Regions from separate parts of the Rattus norvegicus genome. Here region 2 is linked to region 1. Evidence: chromatin contacts called from public Hi-C data. All regions are on one chromosome and are shown on one strand. The core of a region is the stretch at or near the end of the contact, and the rest is flanking DNA. Distances in the headings are between cores, read along the strand shown.

What was found. Hi-C and Micro-C count contacts between places; a contact is called where the count stands out from the background.
Region 2: a Hi-C map of the A7r5 cell line shows a contact between it and region 1, with 3 times the contacts expected there. The contact joins the promoter of Rai14 here to the enhancer-like site in region 1. A contact is called at or near these places in 3 of 12 Hi-C or Micro-C datasets (the A7r5 cell line, the Rat2 cell line and Schwann cells).

Annotation. Positions count from the first base shown.
Region 1 is chr2:61,356,335-61,359,034 of GRCr8, reverse strand. The region is part of intron 2 of Rai14 (retinoic acid induced 14); the gene reads left to right. Among named protein-coding and RNA genes, the nearest start is that of Rai14, 51 kb to the left of the region's middle. Within about 2 kb of position 1,449, at least 10 of the 93 cell types and tissues checked have an H3K27ac peak or open chromatin away from gene starts, as enhancers often do. A contact at or near this core is called in the A7r5 cell line and Schwann cells, where this site is marked.
Region 2 is chr2:61,407,661-61,410,360 of GRCr8, reverse strand. It overlaps Rai14 (retinoic acid induced 14), which reads left to right and starts at 1,308. Exons shown (of 18, transcript NM_001399209.1): 1 at 1,308-1,375.

The DNA.
Region 1 (2,700 bases), core at 200-2,699:
ACGGACAGGTCTCTCGGTGTCCTTTACTCCTGTTCACTCTGCTTAAGACTGCTTTCCATCTTTCCAGATCACCTCTGGGTCCTTCACTTACTTTTCTCTACTCAGATGTCACTTGACGCCTTCCAGTACATTCTCTAGTATATATTAAAAAAAAAAATCACCCTTCTGGTTTTCCCATCCTGTCATGTTGATTGACTATTAAGTACGTCCTCTCCATGACGTGCTGCTTGTGCGATAATGGCGTACTTGTTTGTTTAGGTCCTGTACCCTTGTGAGGAATGTGCTCTGGGTGTCCAGCTTGCATACATTCCAGCCTGGCACATAAGAATTGCTCAGCAAATCCTTGTCGAACGAATGAATACATGGACGGGTGAATCACAGCTACCTCTGCTATAAATTTAGAATGTTATTGTTCATCTTCCCAGAACTCTTACAAGACCAGACACTTGAAAGGAAATGAGACTTAAAATAATAATAATTTAAAAAAAAGAGTAAAAAAGAATTTCCTGGCAGGAATTTCTGTTTGTATGGTCAGCTAGAGTACAGCACAAGAAAAACAACCACACTTCTTGTTCTGTAGGAATGTGAAGGCTGAAGAACTCTGACCCTGGGGATGCCTGATAGCACACATCTGGAGCTCTTTGTGCCCAAAGGCAGGCAGATAATTTGTATCACAGGAATAGTACAGGGAGGAATAGGTTGATTTAAGTGCCCATGTTTTGAGATATATACAATACAGGCATTTGGATTTTGTTCGAGACTCCCCAGCATGGAGCAGGTCCATTGGAGCTATTGTCCTGTATCTCTGGAATGTGTCATCCTGTCCTCCATCCAGAAAGGACATAGACGGAAGTCAGGATGCTCAATAGCTTTGGCTAGCTTCTAATATGTCTTCCAGTTACCTCTTAGGATATTCTTCCTATAGATACATGTCTACGTTCTCCTATTTCCTAGAACCGTTCTCTGAGAGCGACAGAGAGCATGTGGTTAGATCAGATCCCATAGCTGCGATTATTCTCTTTCTATCTTCTAGTTGCTGGGAATTGGCCCGTATTCCAGGGGAGAGAAGCAGGAAATCCTCTAGGCTTCAGCCTCACACTCCCCTCCTGTGAACAACCAGCTAGTTCATTTTTTTGTAATGGATGAATGATTTCTTATCTGTGGTCAGTATTCCTTAGGACAGCATGCAATTCTTAAAGTTTTGCATTCTCTTTTTTTCCTTTTTGTGTGGTGTGCATATGTGTGCGTGCACATGTTTGTGCGTGTGGTGGTGGTGACTATTCATGTGTGTGTTCCTGAGCGCAGAGGCTTGGGGTTGATGTTTGGTCCTCTTCAACCTGTCATTCGTCTACTTTATTCTTTGAGGCAGAGTCGCAGTCAAACTCAGAGCTTGGTGATGCAATATCATAGCTGCCTTTAGTAGTTCTCCCTGCCTTTCAAGGATGAATTTTGAGTCACACTTGGATTCCTTGGATTCTAGAGGCTGAGCTCCCTTGAGTTAGACATATGACTAGTGCTTTGAACCTCTGAGTTTGTCTTCCCACATGGCCCCTACTCCTTTCTTTTTTAAGTTAGGATCTTACTTACCTACCCCAGGCTTCTCTATGTAACCAAGGATTGCATTTCTCGTTTACCTGCCTCTGTGTTCTCAGTACCGGAATTGGAGGTGTGTGCTATCGTGTCTGGCTTATGCAGATACAGACTGGAGATGACATCAAGGGCTCTGCGGATGCTAGGCAAGGCCTGTCTCAGCTGAGGTGCATCCCCAGCTCCTTCCCATTTCCCTTTATACATCCAGCAACAGATAGAGGAGAGGGGAGGTGAATTCCAGTCACGAACTTAATAAAAGACATACCTCTTTTTCATCACTTGTGAATTAAACTGTGCGTCACCGTGGTTGGTTTTCAGACCGTTTGTTTTAAAGAGTCACCACAAAGAATGTCTTTGAATTGTTCACATGCCTCCAGTTCATGATAAGAAGAATCAAGCTGTATGGAGCACATTTCTTCTTTGCCTCCCTCCATCCTACCAGAGACGAACAGCTCACAGGTAGTCATTCTGAGTCTCGGGACACAGTTAGACAGGCTTTCAAAGAGAAACTGTAGGGCCGTTTCGATAAAACGCACCTTAGTAAGTTGGAGTCTCTCGGCTGTGTGACACAAATCGACTTCCTTCAGCATTATAGTCTTGTGTCCTGCCCTCTGTCTCTCCCACTTGGCAAACCGCCCTCGTGGAATGCAGTGGTTTAATTACTTAAGGAGCCTCAAGGAGGATGTGGGGGTGGGATGCTCACAAATTAAGCTCTGAAGTCCTGAAGCAAGGCCTTATGGGTGTGAGGTCTGATTGCTGTAGCTGGAGGAACAGCCACAGGAAGAGAAAGTGTAACTATTGCTGTGCCACCTGACAGGCTGGGGGTCACCCTGCGTCTTCTCCTCAGCATCCCCTTGTGAATGGGAGCTGTGACCTGTGGGTCTGACGGTAGGAAGGGAGCTATTCTAGACAGCACTGGATGCTGACATTCCTGCTTCCTTAACACAGATCTGAAAAGGGCTGGCTGCCCTTCTTCAGGGCAGTGAACCCACTCCACATTCCTGATGTGATGAAGTTGTTCCCAGATCTGTCACCACCATCGCCTCCAGCTCCAACCTTCAGCTTCTTGGGAGAGAGAAGCTTAGTGTTGGCTGAACAGGGCAGCCTTGA
Region 2 (2,700 bases), core at 59-2,558, 51 kb before region 1:
AATCTTTTTGATGTATGGTGCTTAGAAAGCAAAGGCTATTGAGCTAAAGATGAAGCTTTTGTTTTCTAGTTGGCAAGTTTGCTTGTGAAAGCTAAGGCAAGGTGTTCTCTTGGGGAAAGGAGCGAAGGAGTGGGATAAAACACACGCGATCTGATGCTAACACACACAAAGATACTGTACACTGGTTGGTGTTAAGGTGACTCTCACTTCTGTTGGAATTGGCTGTTTTTCCTCCTTACTTCCTTCAGTGGACTTACAGTCGATCCTAGCAAAAATCGCTAGAAACCTCTCTGTGCGAAAGACACACCACCAACCAGGAGTCCCGTGGAGCTTTGGTGAGTTAAACTTTCTACGACCTAGCTGGCTAGTGGAACTAAAAAGCCTACTTAAATCAGGGGAATAGTGGAGAGATTTCAAATCCTCAGAATTAATGGAGAAGTCGATTCGGTTCAGAAGTCCGGTCCTGGTGGTCTGGGGGAGGGAAGCTTCACCGGATCTCAGGACTTCCAACTCAAGGCACCCTGCTGAGGGCGCTCCGACTCCCGTCTAGCCTGTCCCTGCAGGCTGCAGATAGTCTCCCAACTCCCGAGCAGAGCACAAGTAAGTTTTGTCTCACCACCTGAGGAGTGTTAAGAAACAGTCGCTCCAACCAACTGGTTCAGCCCAGAAAATGTGAGTACATTCTGGTTTACTTTCTTTTCGTTCACAACGAAAATGGAACCGATTCCTGTTTGGTTCAGAGCGGGCTTTGGGTCAATGACTCTGCTTTTCCCAAGACTACAGATAACTTTGGAAATGGACCAGAAACAATACTTTCTCGGGTCCTTATCCCTACCCCAGCAGTGGAACCCGCATACCGTGGATCCCACTAACTTCAAGTTAAGGTGTGAGACAGACCCACGGAGAAGGATTCCCGCGTTCCACAGAAATCAAAAGCGAGCGTGGACGTCCTGGAGGCGCCGCGAGCCGAGGCGTGGGCGGTCGGGGAGCACCTCCTGCAGGTCCCGGGAGCTGCTCCGGGGCCAGGTCACCTGACTCCGGGAATTTGGGGCCGCGCGGGGTGGGAGTGGCCAGCACCTCCCTCCTTGAGCCCACGGGATCCAGGTCGGGGGCCGGCGCCCGGCGGCCACGTGGTGGTGCTGCCGTTGCCCCCGCCCTGCCGGCGGAGCCCGGGAGCTGAGCGCCCACTGACCCAGCCTCGGGAGGAGGAGGAGAGGGAGGAGGAGGAGAAGGAGGAGGAGGAGGAGGAAGAGGAGGAGGAGGGACCCAGTGCAGGAAGCCGAGCAGGAAGCGAGCCCGGCAGCCGCGCTTTCCTGGGGAAGCGGCGGGCGGGACGGCCAGCCGGGCCCGGAGCTGAGGCAGCCGCTTGGATGGGGTGAGTGACCGCGCGGAGCCGGGAGGCTGGGGTGCGGGCTCTGGGCTCGGTCCCCGCCTTTGTGTCTGGGACTGCGCCGAGCTCCGGGCGCCGGGAGGAGCGCGGGGCTGGAGTTATGGTCTGGACACAGCTTTGGCCGCCCACTGTCCACGGAAGACAGTTGGGGGTTGGGGAGAGGAGGAATGGGAGGATGGTGGGGCTCTGGCAGAAAGAGAGGTCCGACTTAGTTTGGAAAAGGGGCTCGCCTCCTCTGGCGGTCTGGTGCGGGGCAGTGGCGCGGGGCGTCTGCCGAGGGAGCGCGGGTGGGAATGAATGACCGGATTCGGGAGAACGATGTGTCTGCGCCCCCGGGACAGCCTGTCCCACCTGCGTGCCCTGCCCGGGGTCCGGTACCCCAGTCCTTGCTCCCTGGCTCGACCCACCTCTTGGCTGAACTTGGAAAAGCAGAAGACGGAGGTGGGAGCGGGAGACGCCGGGTGGCTCTAGAGACCCACAGTCCGCTATTGTTCCTTTACGGACTCAAGGGAGCGGGTGAGCTGTCCGGAGGACGCAGGCGAGACCGCCCTAAGCTGTCACAGCCCCCTGTCCCCCACCCTCCTTGTTATTTCCCCCCACCACAGCTCTTAGGAGGGCGGGGAGGAGGATGCTGGAGTTGGGGCACACTCCAAGCTGCTGGGCTTCGGTCGCCATCCATCGAGACCCTCTGGGAGGGCAGGCGGGCATCGTTCTTTCAACTCCTGCTGTCTTGGGCCAGTTTGTGTCCCCAGTTTAGGTTCTGCAGTTTCCAGCGGTTTTTCATTTTGGATTTCGCATCTCCTTCGGTGGTGGTGGTGGCAGTGGGGTGTTAAGTCTGGAAAGGCAACAGATGGGGAGATTAAAGCAGATGGAGCCCACTGTGACTTAAAGAGGCAGGGGTGACCTCACAGAGGCCTGGACTTTATATAAAGCCAGGCTTTCTTTTCCAAGGAGCCCGGCACTGCTTTACTGCCGTTACCAAGTATGCAGATGCCAGGCCACTCACTTCTTACCTGCTGTCTCCCTTCACTCTGGACTCACAGGTAATTTGAGTGTTAGCCGCTTTAGGAGGGATAGCGCGGATCTGCCTGGGACTAGCGGATTGCCCATTGTCTTGGGTTTGAGATCTCAAGGTTGTGAAGGCTGCCTTAGACAGGAACTAGTTTGGTCCCTTAGAGGATCTAGCGTTAGCTCTTTCATCTCCTCTGGGTTTGAACATAATCGGAGAAAGCCTGTGAATCCCAGGGAGGTTAGACTTTGCTTTGTCCCGGGAGTGCTGGGCCCTGTATGCTTGCTTACACGTGTGACAG